2 separate regions of the Mus musculus genome follow, and region 1 is linked to region 2. Evidence: chromatin contacts called from public HiChIP or PLAC-seq data. All regions are on one chromosome and are shown on one strand. The core of a region is the stretch at or near the end of the contact, and the rest is flanking DNA. Distances in the headings are between cores, read along the strand shown.

Evidence for each region. HiChIP or PLAC-seq counts read pairs in DNA pulled down with a chosen protein or histone mark.
Region 1: an H3K27ac HiChIP or PLAC-seq map of stem cell-derived neural progenitor cells shows a contact between it and region 2, with 5 times the contacts expected there. The contact joins two enhancer-like sites. A contact is called at or near these places in 2 of 39 promoter capture datasets (maxillary cranial neural crest and stem cell-derived epiblast-like cells), 2 of 15 datasets of contacts at CTCF or cohesin (the NIH/3T3 cell line and large pre-B cells), 1 of 484 Hi-C or Micro-C datasets (bone marrow-derived macrophages) and 1 of 115 datasets of contacts at active chromatin or transcription factors (stem cell-derived neural progenitor cells).

What each region holds. Positions count from the first base shown.
Region 1 is chr14:62,225,177-62,230,514 of GRCm38.p6, forward strand. No RefSeq gene overlaps it. Among named protein-coding and RNA genes, the nearest start is that of Gm35419, 57 kb to the left of the region's middle. Within about 2 kb of position 1,680, at least 47 of the 459 cell types and tissues checked have an H3K27ac peak or open chromatin away from gene starts, as enhancers often do. A contact at or near this core is called in stem cell-derived neural progenitor cells, where this site is marked.
Region 2 is chr14:61,329,707-61,334,761 of GRCm38.p6, forward strand. No RefSeq gene overlaps it. Among named protein-coding and RNA genes, the nearest start is that of Gm25716, 11 kb to the right of the region's middle. Within about 2 kb of position 1,800, at least 57 of the 459 cell types and tissues checked have an H3K27ac peak or open chromatin away from gene starts, as enhancers often do. A contact at or near this core is called in stem cell-derived neural progenitor cells, where this site is marked.

The sequences.
Region 1 (5,338 bases), core at 430-2,929, 900 kb after region 2:
GGCATACTATTGTAGTTCACAGATTTTGCGGTTGGATAACACTACTAATGAATATTCTCCCTCATAAAGTGCCTAACGGTACTAGGAACACTAATCAGCATTGGGAATTCTTGGTCAGTCAGTGCCAACTTGATTTCTCCATGCCCTGTGACTGATGTGAATAATGTCTTTAGCAACGATGTGTCACGGTCAAGTTCTGGTGGGCAACTGAGAGCATGATACCCTGAATTGTTTGGGTTTCTCTGGGAGCCCCAGAGGTATAATCTCCACCCCTCTCCATTTAAATTTCTCTCCCCACCATTCCCCTCTTTCTTTCTGTCATCACCTGTGTACTATTAGTCCTCTCTCAATAGTTTTCTTCCTCCTCCTCACTAAAAGCCCCTTGATATTTTCCTGGGTTCTACAGATACTCCAAATTAAACACACATCTAGAGATTCAATACTGGGACCTCCACATGAGTGACAATGTACAGTGTTCTCCTGGTTCTGGACGGCCTCACTTAGAATAAATAAGTCAGCTGTTCTCATGTGAACTCTCAAGTCAGAGTTTAGGTGAGCTGTGGAACATGTTTTCAGGTTGGATTGTAAAGAAAAGGATAGGTGTGTGTGTGTGTGTGTGCGTGAGCATGTGCCATATACCATGTAAAAGTGTCAAGTATGTCAATTAAATTCTCAACCTCACAAATCTTTTAAAGAAAGCTCACTCTCTCTCTCTCTCTCTCTCCCTCTCTCTCTCTCTCTCTGTGTGTGTGTGTGTGTATGTGTGTGTATGTGTGTGTATGTGGGTGTGTATGTGTGTGTATGTGTGTGTGTGTGTGTGTTTGTGCACTTATGAACATGTGCTTTTGAACAGATGACACAAATGCATGAAGTCAGAGTGCTTTAGAATCACAGAACTCTGGAGAGTACAGTATTTGGTTTTGTCTAGTTTAGTCAGGTTCTCACTATCCAGATCTTGCTGACCTGCAACTCACTATGTAGACCAGGCTGGCCATGAACTCATAGAGATCTGCTTGCCTCTGCCTCCCAAATGCTGAGATTAAAATGCAGGACACTGTGGGTGGCTTAGATTGAGATATTTTACAGATGATCTCTCTCACTCACCGAAAATTTTGGCTAGAGAAACACAGGAGTGTCACAGCCCAGGTGAAGTATGTAGTTCATGCTAGAAGGTCCTAGAATGGAGATTGTTTTAGCTGGAGAGATGAATCAGCTGTCAGAGGATCTGAGAGAGCCACATGCAACTCCAGTTCCCAGGAGTCTGATGGTCTTCTCTTGCCTCCAAAGCTACTTGCATGCCTGTGGCACACATAAACACACAAAAAAATAACATACACAGATATATCCAATAATATACACAAATACATGCACAGAAGATAAAAAGTACATCTTTTGAAAAAGAATGCACTGTTTTGTGGCTTCTCTCCACGCCCCATCTGATGACTTGGCTCTTTTGTTCTTACAAAGTCACCAGAATAGGTCGCCCTCTGCTGAGCTGAGTCTGCTAGGGAAGGTTCTGCATTCACGGGCACACTCAGCTCCAGTTGGAAAGATCAGAGCTGTAAACTTTGACTTCGGCAGTTGAATGAGACATTGTTTGATGGAACTGTGTGGGCAGGGAGTCTAACAAATAACCAGTTGCCAACTCTGAAGCAAGCATGCTCTCTTTATCGCCCGATGTAGTTCTTGACGTAATGAGCATGGCTTCCAATTTTCCTTGCAAATGGGTACACTGGTGACCATGGTAACTGGCATGCTCAAAAGATGTCCTGTGAAGGCCTTTGAAAGGCTACCGACATTTATATTAGGCGGGCATAACCATGCCAACGAGTGCGTAAGAAACACCCAACTAGACAGTGCTCCTCAGAACCGAGCAGTTTCGAAATAGCATTTGTGATTCTCGTTAAGTAGAAATGAATATGACTCCATTAGAGAGGAGAGAGGCAGAGTATTTTATGTACAGCTGTGTCTTGAGGCAACATAGAGAGTACTCAAACAACAACTGCCCGTGACTGTAAAGTCTGCCTTTCACTTCTTATGCTCATTTCATCCCTGTCCCCTCCTCCCTCTCTTTCTTTCTTTTGTGTAGGTTTTTCAGAACTTAGTCTCCGGTTCCAAAGCTGGCCAGCACAGTGGTCTTGCCTGTTCCTTCACATGCCACTGGGTAGCCCTTTTATATTTAAAGCATCCTTGGTTTGTTGGTATGCTACAGCTACACTTGTGCAAAGCAGATTCTTTCTCTCCGTTCATGAGGAAAGGCAGAAGGCTAGCGGATTAATACTACCAGGGAGGAAATTAAACTCTTAAGACTCGGTGTCTACATATAATGAGATTCTAAATGTTAAAAAGCAGGAGGGATGAGTTGTGGGGTTTTCATGTGGCTGAAGAGAAGAGGATCTATTATTAGATTCGGGGTGTCTCTTGGGACAGTCTTTCTTCGGGTCCCCACCTTTTTTGAAAGGTGGTTTGTTTCTTTTTTGAAAGGATAAAAAAGGGATCTGGAGAAGGGAGCTGGTGAGTCTTTCTGATGAGAGACATGGGGAATTGAAGAACAGAATGATATGGCTAATTTTTTTGAGCCATTAGTCAGCATTTTGAGCTCATATCTTCCTGAGTCTGTTTCAGCTCTTTAACAGGTCAACCTACACATTTGTCTTTTTGAGAATTTTACACATGAGTACTGTAGTGACATAATTTCTGCCACCCCGCACCTCCTCCCATGTTGCCCAACTCCCTCTCAAATTTATAATTTCTTTTTTAATTATTGTCACTGCTCACACATATATGTGCTCAGTTGTGTTTTTATGTAAATACAGCCTGCTGCATTCATTTACTGTTGTTTGTGGATGAGAAAAAAAATCTCATGACGTGTCACCCCTAGATAAAGAGCTAAGGGCTATGGATGGCTGTGTGCATTTCTTTCCTTTTTATTTTTAAGATTTGTTTTTATTTTATGTGCATAAATACCAGCATTTATTTATGTATATATATACCATGTCTGTGCCTGGTGCCCAGAGAGGCCAAAAAACAGTTTTAGGTTCCCTAGAACTGGGGTAATAGTAGGTTGTGGACCACCATTTGGGTTTGGGGAAAGGACCTCATGACCTCTGCAAGACTAGTAAGTGTTCTGACCACTGAATGCTCTCTCCAGCCCCCATATCTCCCTCCTACTCCTCTTCTCTTTCTCCTCTTCCTCCTCCTCTTTATTCTTATCCTTTTCTTATTCTTCCTCCTCCTGCTCCTCCTGCTCCTCCTGCTCCTCCTGCTCCTCCTGCTCCTCCTCCTCCTCCTCCTCCTCCTCTTCCTCCTCCTCCTCCTCCTCCTCCTCCTCCTCCTCCTCCTCCTCTTCTTCTTCTTCTTCTTCTTCTTCTTCTTCTTCTTCTTCTTCTTCTTCTTCTTCTTCTTCTTCTTCTTCTTCTTCTTCTTCTTTTGAAATTAGGTCTTCCTATGTAGCCCTGGCTGGCCAGGAACTCAATATGCAGAACAGGTTGGCCTCAAACCCACAGAGATCTACTTGCCTCTGACTCCTGAGTATTGGGATTAAAAGTGTGTGCCACCATGCCTGTTTTCATGTCTTAAAGGAAACACAAACACGGGGAGCAGAAGCATCAATTGGGTTTCTGTTCCCAGGCCCAGGCACATGCACATGAGCATAGAATCCATAAAGTCGGTTACCTCCCTGGTCACAGTGCTTCTCGGTGCCTCCCCTAAGCTAGAGTTTGTGGCAGATGAGTGACCTGGGCCTCTGCAGCACTGCTCTTTCATTTCAGCTTCATGGTGTTTGAGGACTTTCCTACCTGTCACATCCTACACACTTGACTCCCCTTCGGCCAGCTGTTTCTTGTGGTGTGTTTTGACTATCCTTGAAACTGCCAGAAACTTCTACTTGGCTCTGAAAAAAGACATACTTTTCCACCAGGACCCTGGCTTCTCAAGACTGCCCCCAGAAAGGAAGCTAGACTGGTCTGGATTTTTCATCCTCTCCCTTTCAGTTCCAGGAGTCATTAACTATCCCCAGAGAGCTCTCTGAATAGGCCAAGGACCTGAATTGGTCAGAAATGTGTTCTTTCCTCCTGATCACACATGATATACTAGATTATCCCAGCGGATGGCTGTGTGGCTGGTATCAGCACAGAGTGGAGTGCCAGTCTTTTCTAGACTTGTGAGGAGGCCTTGAACAAATCCTTTGACTTCTCAGGATACCAGCCTACCATTTGCCAACGAAGAGTCAGTCATTATGGTACGAAGCTGTAATCTCATCACGAGGGAGGATGAAGCAGGGAGGGGTTGCAAGTTTGAAGTCAGCCTGAATTACATACATAATAAAATAAAAATAAAGTCTTAAAATAAAGTGAGTAAAAATAAATAAACAAACAAAACCAATAAATGCAGTGCATTCACAAATGGGAAAAGTGGGTTGTCGAGGTGGCTCAGTGTGCAAAGATGCTTTCTGCCAAGCCTGACAACTCCATCTCCAGATCCCACATGGTAGAAGGAGGGAAATAACTTCCTGTAAGTTGTCTTCAGACCTTTTTACATGTACTGTGGCACATGTGCGCCACAAATGTACATATACTCACATGCACACGCTCCATTAAATGAAAAAAGTAAAAATGTGATATTTTTAAAAAGGTCTGAAGAATTAGGTGTTTGAAGCAGGTCAAACAACACCATAAAATGAAGTTGTATTTTGCAGCACAGAGCAGCATTCTATTCAAAACCAATAACTGCTAAATAAGGAGGGGGGGCATGGGAAGTGAGGAGCAGCTCTTACTCAGGGACTTGACAAACACAACACCTTTTCTATTGGTGAGGTTTTCCCACCAGCAGTATGTGGTGGAGACTCCTGGAGGGACAGTGAGAGGAAGGCAGGGAGGGAGAGGGAGGAGACAGAGTGGAGGGCAGGGAGATTGGAAGAGACTAGGAGGAAAGGGTTTTCTTCACTCCAGCTCCCAATGTTCCCTTATGGCGATAAGAGGTTTGAGAAAAGGGACAGAAAGTAAGATTGAAGGATAAAGGGGAGACAGTGCAATGCAGGAAGACACCGAAGGAATGAGAGAAGTGCTTAGTGTGACAACAAAACCACACCCTAGTGTGTGACAGGTCTGACCCTGGAAGCTTGAACAATGGAGTCCAAGGATATACGGCCACTGCTGTGGGTAGATGGATCTGGGGAAGAAAAAGAATGGTTCCCAAGGCAGCTTGTCTTGTTCCAAAGAGGCTCTGAAGGACTGGGTGAGTCTCTATGGGACCTCTTGGTAATGAATTCTCATTTCAAATAATGTGGTTCTACTTACAACTAACTTTGGAGCTTTTAAAAGAATCTTCTAAAATGTAC
Region 2 (5,055 bases), core at 550-3,049:
TTTTTTTTTTTTTTGGTTTGGTTTGGTTTTTTGAGACAGGGTTTCTCTGTATAGCCCCGGCTGTCCTGGAACTCACTTTGTAGACCAGGCTGGCCTCGAACTCAGAAATCCACCTGACTCTGCCTCCCGAGTGCTGGGATTAAAGGCGTGTGCCACCACGCCTGGCTCTGGGTTTCAATTCTTAACTTAACAAACATGTCCGGCCCATCTGTGTTCGACTCTGGGTTCTGTGCATTCAGCTTTGAGTGCCTTGGAGGGCACAGAAGTTTCTCAGTCTTGCTGGTGTGTCTATACTTCAGGGCTACACAGCAGGAGTGGGAAGTGCCTGCCTGGGCCTAGCTTCTGCCTCTTGGTGCCCACAGAAGTGATGATGAAGGTGACTCCCCTGGGCCAGAACCCCATAAAGTCTCTGGGAGGTGGGTCCCCTCTTGGTCCCATCACCACCAGTTTCCATGAATGATGTCACTTGTGGTTATTCTTCAGGTATGGTTATGTTGGGGGAACCCAGCTGGGGGCAATGCAGGGACCCAGAGGGTCAGGCAAGGGGAAGGGGGCTCACATAATTGAGGATTCTCTCTCCTGGATTTAGGACTATCCCCTGGTCCTCTCCTGGCTGGAACAGAGAGTCGCTGACCCCTCACCCCTTTATGGTTGTTCTGAGATGTCCCCCTCTCTGGAAGACAATGATGATAGAATACACTCAGGGCCTGTTCCATAAATAACTGCTTGAGCTGAAGCAGGAAAGCCAGTCTAAGGAGGGTTTTTAACGTGCTCAGTCTCACAGGAGCACATGTTAAGCGCTGTACCAACCATTCCGGAGAAAGCTAAGAGGCAGGGGAGCACGCCTCTTGCAGAGCGAGCGGTTCCAATCCTCTTGCAGAGCGAGCGGTTCCAATCCAGTCTCACTGAGCACACAGCTAGGATCTAGCTCTGTGGCAGTGTAGCCGCAGATCCTCCCTCCCGTACCCATGGCACCAGGCAGACCTCTCAGCTTTCCTTGCCAAGTTCTTTGGTAGAATATGATAATCGTCTTTGGGGTTCATGGGATTAATGAGGGCTGGACAATACAGCGAACAGAAGTGCTTTGAAGAGGGACAGATCTGCGCTGGGCACTAACAACAGTCAGGCTTTCCTTGAATGCCTGCCAAGTTGGCATCCCAAATCCACTCCATTCTCTCTTCCACTTACTGCCTAACAAATGGAAAAGGCAAATGAACGGCGGCGGCGTGCGTGGCTTTTATCATGGACACCCTACACCCAAACCCAAGAGTGTTAGGGGAAGGGCCCATTGTCTGGAGATTTTTGAACTCAGACCTTGAAAGAACCGATGTCCTCGGAGCTCACTGTTCTACCCTCCCCCAGCCTTGCCCTAAAAACTCCAGATGCTAAAAATACCCTGGCCACCTGCTGCCCAGGGAGACAGTAAATCACGGGCCTTCTAGCACTAGAATCCCAGCCAGGCCTGGTTCAAGGTGGCCCCGGGCACAAACCCACGAGGTTAAGTTCACGTTTCTCCACCCAGGCTGCTACTAGCAGCTTTCCCTACTGCCCAGGAGGCTACAGGCAGAAGGGCCCAGAGCCAACGGGACCAGCTTGAACTTTCTGGAGCCAACGTGCCGAGTGGGTGAGGGGCAGTCTGGGAAAGGGCTGCTGGGGAAGGAGGCTCCAGGGAAAGGGAGCTGATGAGGCCACAAGAAGCAACTGCTTTACTGTATTAGAATACGGTCTGCACAACCACAAGTTGCCATACTGCGCTGTCTTGTTATTCGGAGGCCACCAGATGGCGCTGTTAACAAGGAACTCATGTATCTGTGGTGTGTGCTATTCCCTAGATGGGAAGAGAATTACTGGAGACAGCTCTTGCTTGACCTGGGCACACAGTGGCACATGGAGGAAATTTGCTACACACACACACACACACACACACACACACACACACACACACACACACACACACACCTCTAAACCAAAACACAGGCAAGAATGTCAAAGGTCAATTCACTTTCATTCTTAACACAGGACCACAGGCAAGAAATGAGAGGCAAATTAAATTTTAATGGACTTTTCAGCAAAAGGTTTCATCAACAAAGACAGTTGTGGGGACAAGTGCAGATTATATTTGAAAATTTGGGGATCCCTGAGAGTTTTCTAGAAAGCTATGTTATTACAGGTAACTGCTATCACACCAGTCAGTGGTGGCACATACCATTAATCCCAGCATACCAAAGGCAAAAACAGGCAGATACCTGAGTTCAAGGCCAGTCAGGTCTATAGAGTAGGTTCCAGGACAGCCAGGGCTACACAGAGAAGCCCTGTCTGGAAAACCAAACCAAACCAACCAACCAACCAACCAAAAACAATAATAAAAAGACAAACTGCTGTCAATCAGCTGCACGGTCCAATCAGTAAAATATAAAAACAGAGCAGTGCATAAGCTACAAGATAAGTGATGACGTTAAGGGCTACTCAAGTGTAATGAGTAGATCCACGTGATTGGAAATTACTTTGTGGTGGTTTGAATGAGAGTGGCCCCCCCTAGGCTCACGTGAGAATGCTTGGTCCCCAGTTGGTGGAACTGTTTGAAGGATTAGGAATGTGGGCTTGTTGGAAGAGGACTGACTGCCTTTAAGTTTTCAAAAGTCCAGGCTATTCTCAGTGTGTTCTTTCTTCTCTCTGCCTCACATAGACCACGGTGCAAGCTCTCAGCTACTGCCCCAGCACCATCCCTGCCTGCCTGCCTGCCTGCCTGCCTCCCACTATGTTTCCCACCATGATGATCATGAACCATGAGCCTCCAACTATAAGTTATATATAACTATATTATAACTTCCTTTATAAGTTACCTTGGTCATGGTGTTCTGTTATGCCGGGAGAAAAGTGACTAAGAAACACAGATCATCATCATCATCATCATCATTATTATTATTATTATTTGTGCATAGCTCACCTTCAACTGAGTGACTTTCAGATCTTTTATGTTCCTGGGGATGCATCTAATATTGTGTGTAATCCTTGCTGTTGGAGTAGAAAGACCACGTTTTTGTTGATGTTCCTGTTTTGGAGGCATGGTCCTGTTATTGTAGCCCAGTTGGCTCTGGACTGGAGCTTCCTCTGCCTCGGCCTTAGTTACCACCTTGCTGGGAGGTATACTTTTAAGTTGACTTTGACCTAATTCATGGGTGCTCTCACCCTGTGTCCCTCGGATTTCTTCCGGATAAACGACTTTTACACACAAATCTAGAATTCCAAGTACGCCCTGGGAAGGGTGTACAAAAATTACTATAGACCCCACTCAGGGCCATTTAAGTAACAGAGACACAGGCTCCAAGAAGTGGCCAAGGTACGGCTTCAGGGAGAGAAGGGATTGAACCAGGACCTAACTGCAGCACAATGGCCACACTGCAGCCTCTCTTCCAGAGTTGGAAAGAGGCCATTTAATACTTTCAAGTAACAGTCTACTTCCTCCAATCACACAAACATCTGAGGAAACTGGCTTCGAAAGTCAAGGATGATTGCTAGCAACTGTTGGGCTGCATCCTGCCTCATTGCTGGGGTGCCTAGAGCGGCTGGCATGCCACTTAGGGGAGGCAAAACAGTTTGCAATGGGGGGAGCCATGTTTTCCTGGGTGGGAAGCAGAGGCGTCTGGGATGGCTGCTGTGGCTCCCCGTCTCCTGTGTACACAGGCATCACTGCTGTACCACTGGGAGTCTGGAACGGGGATCCTCAGTCCATACTTCCCTTCAGGACCTTCATGAACCAAGCAGGAAGAGGAAGGCAGAGCCCTGTATGGGGACTGAACCTGGTTTGGTTCCGAGTGAGTGCCCAGAGTGTGGAGGGGCTGGAAGAGAAGAGAAAGCCTTCCTTGGGAGATTTAAGCACAGTTCTTTATGCCAAAGGCCTCCCCCCATGGCGATCTTTGATGAAGGGACAGTCCTTGCTTGTTCAAACTGCTTTATTTGATGGTGACTATGAATGCATATGCCTTACTCAGGGTGAACTAGGGATTAAATATCTTTTGCAGGAAGGAATGTCCAGGAAGGGAAGCTCATTGGCTGAACACTAGGGGCCTATCTAGAGACTTCATTAGCATGGAGAACATCAGGTTTTTAATGCTACGTGGCTGGCTGCCATGGTCCTCTCAGTGGGGTGACATTTACATGTTCCAAAGCAGGTAGAGTTTGGCAGGACCTGGCTCCACACCTCAGTTCTGAGCTTCATGGGGTTTGAGGTCACTCAACCTTACCACTTCTTGTGTCTGGTGGCACAGTTCACTTGCCCCACAACCAACCAGCTTCTGCTATGGGCACAGATTCCTCAAAAGTGAAGGCCTTTTCAAACTACCCACCATTATATTGTGTGGGATGTGGAGAGCTGTGGCTTGAAAAATGGAAAACTAATGAAAAAGGAGAGAGACTCGTCAAGTTAATACACACAGAGAAAAATCTTTAGGAAGCTGAAAGCAAGTTTGTCATACTGGTCTTCTCTGACCAGTTGAACCCTCTCTACAGCCCCTCCCCTTCTTTCTTCCATTGAAACAGGGTCTTACCATGTTATCCAACTGGTCTCAAACTACTGGGCTCCAACGATCCTGCTGCCTCAGCCTCTTGAGTGGCTAAAACCACAGATATGGGTCACCAGTACCCAGATTGTTTTCTTCTTGCTCTTCCAGTTTCCCCTCTCAGCATTACACTTCTGTCTATTTTAGTTTGGGGTTAGGGCTGAATCCAGGGTTTCAGGCACGCTAGGGCAGCACCCTACCACTACAGCCAAGTCTGTGTAATAAAGCAAGTTTTAAAGGAAATTCAACAGCAAAGCATAATATATCAGACTATTAACTTCTAAGGATTAACCAATGGGTGTGACTGCTTCCTATGGGGAAAGATGATGATTCTGGGGAATGTACTAAGTCTGGGGTCTGCAGGGATATCCAGGTGAGATGCAGACTCTCCATGTAAGAGTGAGTGGAAGATGCTAGTACCCTCTTCCACCTATGTCTGGTAGGCCTACTACTTCAGGGCATTCAAAGTTGGGGAAGTATGGCAGTTAGCATGCTT